2 separate regions of the Mus musculus genome follow, and region 1 is linked to region 2. The links are chromatin contacts, called in public Hi-C maps. All regions are on one chromosome and are shown on one strand. Each heading gives the region's core, a stretch centred on a gene start, on an enhancer-like site or on the middle of the called end of the contact. The rest is flanking DNA. Distances are from core to core; before and after follow the strand shown. Region 1 overlaps Abca4 (ATP-binding cassette, sub-family A (ABC1), member 4). Region 2 overlaps Arhgap29 (Rho GTPase activating protein 29).

The links. A called contact is a pair of places that touch in the nucleus more often than the background predicts.
Region 1: a contact with region 2 is called in a Hi-C map of embryonic fibroblasts, with 2.0 times the contacts expected there. The contact joins two enhancer-like sites. A contact is called at or near these places in 3 of 39 promoter capture datasets (3T3-L1-derived adipocytes, maxillary cranial neural crest and second pharyngeal arch cranial neural crest), 2 of 484 Hi-C or Micro-C datasets (embryonic fibroblasts and nephron progenitors), 8 of 115 datasets of contacts at active chromatin or transcription factors (the NIH/3T3 cell line, embryonic fibroblasts, embryonic stem cells and 3 more) and 3 of 9 other capture datasets (adipose tissue, liver and pancreatic islet).

What each region holds. Positions count from the first base shown.
Region 1 is chr3:122,076,632-122,080,512 of GRCm38.p6, reverse strand. All of the region lies in intron 6 of Abca4 (ATP-binding cassette, sub-family A (ABC1), member 4), which reads right to left. Among named protein-coding and RNA genes, the nearest start is that of Abca4, 34 kb to the right of the region's middle. Within about 2 kb of position 2,117, at least 73 of the 459 cell types and tissues checked have an H3K27ac peak or open chromatin away from gene starts, as enhancers often do. A contact at or near this core is called in embryonic fibroblasts, where this site is marked.
Region 2 is chr3:121,994,111-121,998,584 of GRCm38.p6, reverse strand. All of the region lies in intron 12 of Arhgap29 (Rho GTPase activating protein 29), which reads right to left. Among named protein-coding and RNA genes, the nearest start is that of Arhgap29, 29 kb to the right of the region's middle. Within about 2 kb of position 3,209, at least 12 of the 459 cell types and tissues checked have an H3K27ac peak or open chromatin away from gene starts, as enhancers often do. A contact at or near this core is called in embryonic fibroblasts, where this site is marked.

The sequences.
Region 1 (3,881 bases), core at 868-3,367, 83 kb before region 2:
ACACATACAGGCACACATATACATACACACGCACACACATATACACACATATATACACACACAGACACACACACTCACATATAAACACATACATACACACACAGACACACATATACATACACACATGCACACACACTCACATATACACACATATATACACACAGAGACACACACACATACACACAAGTACTATCTGATTTTGTACATGTTCGCAAGCTACACTTTCCTCTACAACTGTAGTTCTATAATGTCACTTTCGGAAACAAAATTCTTTAACCTGATCCAGAAAAATCAAAGGCTCCTATTCCAAGTTTCCCTGCTGAGCCAGTCAATAACAGACAGACTCATGGTAACAGAAAATACAGCAGAGTAATTCTGATTGCTGGTTCAGTGACACCAGACAAGACTCCCAGAGGAAGGGAAAAACCATGAATGCGTGTTGTAGAGAAGAGATAGGATCTCCTGAGATTTTGGGTCCTGTGAGCAGTATCTCTGCCAGGGAGGCAGTAGACTGTTCTACTCCTATTGGGAAGGTGACCCTTGAGTTGACAAGGGTCTGAGATGATTGTAAGGATGAGTTGAGGGCAGTATCTTGTGCACAGAATGGGTTGGGGACTCTGCAACCAGGTGGAGAGAGGAATGGGAAGCCAGACATCGATCAGCCTGGATAGAGAACCTGGTAAAAACGAGATTAGGATCTGGAGGAGCAGGAGCCTGGGGCCAGGGCGTGAGATGCATTTTTGTGTCTGGTCAACACTTTCTTTTCTTAATCTTGCTAATCATTTGGATAATAATCCACCAATCATACATTTGCTAAGCACGTGTCATTTGACCTCCAAAGGGGAGGTTCACAGGGGTCACAGATCAGACACCCTGAATATCAGATATTTACATTGCGATTCATCACAGTAGAAAGATTACAGTTATGAAGGAGCAATGAAATAATTTTATGGTTGGGGTCACCACAGCGTGAGGAACCATATTAAAGGGTCACAGCATTAGGAAGGTTGAGAAGCAATGGTCTGGTGTGTGCTTAGTGGCCCGCCTGCATTCTCCTTCCTAGTTATTTTCCACGGGACGATAAATGCTAAGGCACACATGTTTTGGAGAAGCCATTTACATCTCAGAACGAGCTGGCTCCCAGCAAGCCTCCCTCTGAATCCACCCACCAGCTTCTTAACCATGTGGCTATAAATTACAAGATAACTTCCTCAGGGCTCACTCTTCCTTGAATTCTCTCCCCGTTATCAATTCCAATTCATAAGACCTGCTCCTGCCAAAAGAACCAGGCTGTAACTTTACTTGAATGGAAACACTTCCAGAAAAGGGGTCAAGGACCAAAGTGGCAAATACTACTATTACATATGTCCCAGACACCTATATATGCAAGTTCTCTTAATATTTCAAATGACAAATAACTCTGTGTCATCATTGGGGTTGGCACTGATAACTTGAGATCAAGGTCTAATTAGACTTCTTACGGACTACTGGATCTACAGATAGGGTTGCTATCTCTATTAATTGTGGTTGGTCTGAGTGGTTCCTGGGCAGTGAAGCTCTACTTAAGAAAGTGATGTAAGGACCTCACTTGGGGCTCCTAAAGACCTCTGTTAAGATTCTTGAAAGACAAAGTCTATTCCTTCCCCTTGGATCTGCTTTCTGTTTTCCAGTGTGAAATGAAGTGTACCAGCTCCTTAAACATCTCGATGATAGTCACTGATTCAGTGGCTATCACTTCATCAGCACAGGAAAGGATTTGCCTATGATTAATAGTTTTTTTTTCCCCCTCTAACTCAAAGGAGCTGATCTGGAAACAATATTCATTTCTAAGCTGAACATATACCCAATGAGTGGGTAGTTAGGTAGGATCAGGTTAAAGTGTCTTCGTGAGGATAACATGGCCTCTGGGAGACAGTGGAAGATTCTGGACTCGGGGATGCGTAACTTGTCTCGAAAGCATCTAGAACAGAAGTTAAGAGCCAGTGAGGCTGTGGACACTGGGCAGGCAGCCCTGCGTGCTAGGTTCCTTTCCCAGGAGCTGCTACAGGAAGCCCAGGTTTATCCGGGAGGGAAGTTGTTGCTAGGCAACTGGATGACTGTGGATTTAAAGCATGTTTGTTGCAGCCTGACAGTTGTTAAGCATTGGATAAAAAGAGAGGAAACTGCTTTGGTGCTGAGGGGGCAACCAGGAGAGGCGCCCTGCGTGCTAGGAAATGCGTCATGAGTGGAGAATTCAGACTCAGTTACATGAGGGGTGAGGGACATGCCAACTGTTTCCACTGGGAGAGGTCATCCAGACGTGCTGTCTGCCTACACTGGGAGGAACAGTGTCTGAAGGTCTAAGGCAGAGGGTGGGCTCTGGATTATGTGAACAGTCAAGTTACGGGACTTTCCTTAGTGCGACAGAAACTAGGCCTCCTTCCCTCCTGACAACTTCTGCCCCAGTGTCTGTTTCTTCTTCTTTTTTTTTATTGGTTTTTCGAGACAGGGTTTCTCTGTTCAGCCCTGGCTGTCCTGAAACTCACTTTGTAGACCAGGCTGGCCTCGAACTCAGAAATCCACCTGCCTCTGCCTCCCAAGTGCTGGGATTAAAGGCGTGCACCACCACGCCCGGCTGTCTGTTTCTGATGAAAGCAAAACTGAGCTTGGAATCCAGAGCGGGCAGCAGGGAAAGGTTATTCTGTGAGATAGACCTTCCTCCAATGCTGGGGTCTGAGGAAGGAGAGAGGGGCCGCTGCAAAGCATAGTGTATTCTCCCCCATCACCTGTCACCCCCTCTTCCTCTGTATGTGTGTGTGTGTGCTGTGTGTTTGTACGTATATATGGTATATGTGTGTCTTTGTGTGTGATATATGTATGTGTGTCTGTGTGTGTGCTGTGTGTCTGTGTGTGTGCTATATGCATGTGTGTTTGCTATGTGTATGTGTGTGTGCTGTGTGTATGTGTGTGTGCTGTGTGTTTGTATGTGTATATGGTATATGTGTGTCTCTGTATGTGGTATATGTATGCGTGTGTGATGTATACGTGTGTGTGTGTGGTATGCATGTGTCTGTGTGTGTGTTTGTGTATATGATGTGTATATGGTATGTGTATGTATCTCTTTTTGTGTATGTGGGTGTATATAATTTATGTATGTGTACATATGTGTCTGTGTGTGTGGTGTGTATGTGTGTGGTGTGTGCTGTGTGTATGTGCATATGGTAGGTGTGTGTGTGTGTGTGTGCTGTGTGGTGTACGTATATATGGTTGTGTTTGTTGTATATATGTGTATGTGTATCTGTAGTATATGTATGTATGTGTGGTGTGTGTATATGTGTGTCTCTGTGTGTGATGTATATATGTGGAAGGTATATGTATGCATGTCTCTGTGTGCATGGTGTGTGTGTGTGTGGTGTATGTGGTGTATGTATTTGTGTATATGTCTGTGTGTGTGTGTGGTATGTGTATGTGTGTCCATAGTATATGTATGTTTGTGGTATGTGTATGTGTGTCTGTAGTGTATGTGTGTATGTGTGACATGTGTATGTGTGTGTGTACATATGTACAGGCCAGAGGACAACTTCAGGGGCCATTTCTCAGGCACCATTCAACCTTTAATGAATGAATGAGTGAATTTATTCAATTTTGAACTTTGAGACATGGTCTCTAACTGGCACAGAGCTTACTAAGTATGCTAGGCTGGCTGGCCAGTGAGGCCTAGGAATACACTTTCCTTTGCCTCCCTAGTGCAGGGATCTATAAGCATGCTCTACCACATCTGGCTTTTCCACATAGGTTCTAAGTATTGAACACAAACCCTTGTATGTGTAGGCCAACTACTTTACTGACTAAGACACTGACTGAACTACCCACCCCAGCCCACCCTTTCACTTTGGAATAAG
Region 2 (4,474 bases), core at 1,960-4,459:
AAATACATAAACCAAAAGCTGAAGGAACTAGACATATGGTATGTTGAAGACTTCTAAACTCACCTCAGTAGAGACACAGTTAAATATAACTAACCAAGAAAACAGAAGAACAGAGTTACAGCTTAGACTAAGGAACTGATAAGAACAAAAGACTAGCCAACAGTGAAAGAATATACACTCTAAAATACACTCATGGTGCATTCACAATTGATCTTTCCAAAGAAATGCCTTTTAATCTCATTGTTTTTCTTTATCTTTTCAATTTTATCAACTTCTTTTAAAAAAAAAAACTTTATACTGAGTCAATCAAAAAATGTAACAAATTTAAGTCTGGAATCATACAACTAATTTTTCTTTCTACAAAAGAATTAAACTAGAAGTCATTATAATAAAAATAATTCTGGAAAATATTTAAAATGCTCGAAAAAATAAACAGGCTTTTACATTATCCATCATTCAAAGAGAAAGTCTCTATGGAAATTAGAAAATGTTTTGAACTAAAGAAAAATGAAAACACATTTCAAAATCTGTGGGCTGTAGGTAGGTAATCTTTAGGAGGCAATCTGAAGCTTTAAAAACTTTATACTAGTGATGGAGGCAGGTCTCAATGAATGATCATGAAAGCTTAAAAAAAAAAAAAAGGTAAACAGAAAGCAAGCTGAAACTAATAGAACTGTGGGAAAAATCAGCTGAAAACTTTCGTCCCTGAAAGATCAATGAAATGTATAAGCTGCTTGCAAGACTGACGGAGTGTATGCACTGATTATTAATTAACATTAAGAATGAAAGAGGAAACATCACTTTACCCACTTAGACAAAGGTAAGCTACAGCCACCATGTATGTATGTATGTGTGTATGCATGTATGCATGCATGTGTGTTTGTTCATCAAGTTGAAAGGGATCAATTCCATGCAAGCCATAAACTACTTTACCTAAGAAATAATTAATTTGAATATACCAAAAGAAATGACTGTGTAGTAAAAAAAAACTCTTCCAAAAATCTCAACCCTGGTTACCACACATGCTGCTAGATAGGAAGAAATAACACAAATCTGATAAACCCCTCCCCGACAAAATACTTTCTCACCTCATTTTATGAAAGCAGATGACCCTAACCCAAACAAAAGACAGTAGACAGGGAAGGAGGGAGGGAAGGGAGAAGAGAGGAAGGAAGGGGAACTGGAAAATAAAGTCCATGATATAGAATCACAGACAAAGCGCTCAGCAAACACAGGGAGGCAATGTCTTAAATAAATGCAGGGCACCTGCAAAGCCTTCACAGCTCCGTCCCCACTTAAACAATAAAGGACTCAATGCTTTCAAGACAGAGCCTGATGTGGGAATTTTCTCTCATGAATTTTATTTAACTGACAGCCTTATAGGAAACTATGAAGATATATAAAATATAAGCAAAAGAACTGTAAAAGGAAAAAGACACACAACTGCCCTTAGTGCAAAAATAGCTTAATTTTCTACAATGAGAACCGGGAGAAATCTACAGATTTACCAAGACTCCAAAATAAAAGTTCATGCAAAAATTGACTATGATTCTTTTTGTTTTGTTTTGTTTTGGTTTTTCGAGACAGGGTATCTCTGTGTAGCCCTGGCTGACCTGAAACTCACTTTGTAGACCAGGCTGGCCTCGAACTCAGAAATCTGCCTGCCTCTGCCTCCCAAGTGCTGGGATTAAAGGTGTGCGCCACCACCGCCCGGCTTTTTATTTTTTAAAAAGGTGTGTGAGTGTGTTTTCTGTCTTCATGCACACCAGAAGAGGGAATCAAAACCCATTACCGATGGTTTACAGATGGTTATCATGCTGTTGCTGGGAGTAGAACTCAGAACCTTTGGAAGAGCTGCCAGTGCTCTTAACCAGAGACATCTTTTTAGTCCCGTTTCTTTTTTAACGGTATTTTTAAAAAGCTAGCCAGGGAGAAACTGCCCTTGATAAGACATGAGCCTGGAGAGCATGGCATCTTCATACACAAAACTACCACGTCTCAGCTTTATAGCCCAAGCCAATGTATCTCCTACAGTAGGCCAATGTCCCCTGCCCCAAATAAACCAAGAATAAGGCTGAAAGACACATGTCCTCATTCCCAAAGCTCACTGTGCAAAGTAGCCAACCCTAATGGTCTATAGTCCCTGCTCACTTTGCCTTTCTTAAGAGTCCCAAATCGTCCAGGCCTGGCCTCAAACTTGCTATATTGCCATGGATAGCCTTGAATTTTGATCGCCCAAATGCTAGAATTACAGGTGTGTCCCACTACAATTTCTAATAAAGACTCTTATACTTAGTTAATCTGATCACTCGTGTTTTCTGCCTGCCAAAGCTATCATTTCCTTGTATAATCTATTGGGAAATGTTAAGTAATGAATTCTCTGGCACGGCTCTTTGTGCTGGTACTTGGTATCCATATGCAAAACAAAACAAAGCAAAATACAAACCCCAGCTTCAATCCACACCTTACACAAAAATGAACTCAATACAGACCACATACGCAAGTGTCAAACTATACAATTTAGCACAAAACAAAGGGGAAAACTCTATGACCTCGGGTTCAGTGAAACTCTTACAGACATAACATCAAGAGCATGACCAAAACGAGAGTACGATAGACCTGAACTTTCCCCTACAAGACATTGCTAAAGTATAGAAGAAAAATTCTGAAATGAGACAGAATACAAGCAAATTCAATCATAAGAAAACAAAAACAAAACAAAAACAAACCACACAATGAAAAATTTAAAATAGTCAAATTGTAAATAAGCCCTTGAAACTATTTTCAATGTTATTTTTAAAGTTCTAATTGAAATGTAATTACATCACTCCCCTCTCCCCTTATTCTGGAAAACAAATGAAAACCATAATTAGATCTTTACCACACATCTATTAGAGAAGCTAAGCGTGTCATAATGAAAGGACACTGAGCTAGAGCTCTCACGCTGATCAGAGCAACTCTGGAGAACTCTTATAGTTTCTTACTGAGCTAAAGATGCATCTGACATGCACACTCCCATATGTTCCTATAAATATGAAATCTATGTTCAACAAAACCTGTCAACAGCTCCTCTTGCAGCTTCATTCATAATGACCCAAACTATGAATAACACTGTGTCCACCTGGTGAATGGACAAACACTGACACACTAGCACAGTGGGCTGTCATCTACCAAGACAGAGAATGGAGCTACGGACACAGGCACCACACTGATGAATCTCAAAGGAATTAGGGGTTAAAGCAGCCTGTCTCAAAAGGCTGTGTGCTATGAGTCCATTATGAGTCACTTTGGAAAAGGAGGGAACATTTACATCAGAAACGCGTATGTTAGCATCTCTACAGCTAATTAACAGGACAGAGACCACTGGCGACTGACAACAGAAGGGCAACACAGATTAGATTTCTTGACTCCCAAAGGTGCAGCAGTTACAGGGATTGATATCTACTTTTTAAATTGTTAGTTGCATGCCAAAAGGGCCTGTTGAATATAAACTCTACAGAATTCTTAAAGACACGAATGAAAATGGGACACGGGATGTCTTATTTTTTCATAAATCACTCAGTTCAATTTTACCATCTTTTTTAAAACTTAAATTCCAAAAAACTATCTCACAGCAATGTCAGATGTTTGGGGTTTAAATCAGCTTTACCAACTAAGGCAAGAAAGGTAATCAATTACCAATGCTCACATTTAAATTTTAGCCAAATAAATCATCAACTCAGGGTATACAGTGAAGAGAAAGAACAAAAGTAACTAAAAAAAAAAAAAAACCCAAAAAACCCAACAACAACAACAACAAAACAAGGCATAGTGATACAAACACGTTGCAGGATATTTGATCACATTGTGAATCCTGAGACTGTGTTATTTACTCAAAAAAACCGATTTCTAGTTGTGGTGTGGCTCAGCCTTAACACAGACCTTTAATCCCTCTGGCCAGATACGGACACACCCTTTGTACACACCTTTAATCCCAATCAATGAAGGTAAAGTTAGTTTGTACAGGGATGCAGTCATGTTTGAAAGTGATGTCTAATTGAGTGGCAGAAAAAATGACGAATCAGAGAAAGATTTGACAGAATAGGACATGCCCAACTCTCATGAGAACAGACAGGAGGATCTATAGAAGAGAGCAGAGAAAGAACAAGGGAGGGGCAGTTTTACCAGGGCAGTTGTACAGAAAGAGGTTATACAGAGAAAACAAGCTAGACATAGGCAAAGACAGAACAAGCCAGAGAATGAGAAGGAGCCAGAAGATTAGAACATATTGCCAAAGTTAGTATGAGGCCAAGCAGAATCTGAAAGAGAACCAGATTGATAGCTTGGAGAGGAGTTTGAGTCAGAACAGCTGAGCAGAACCAGCCAGCTAGACTTCAGAAAGAACCAGAAAGGGTGAGCTTATTCAGCAGCAAGTCTCAGAAGCTGAGAACATTCTAGGTCTAGATAAGATTGTATGGGGCTAGAAGCTTCCAGG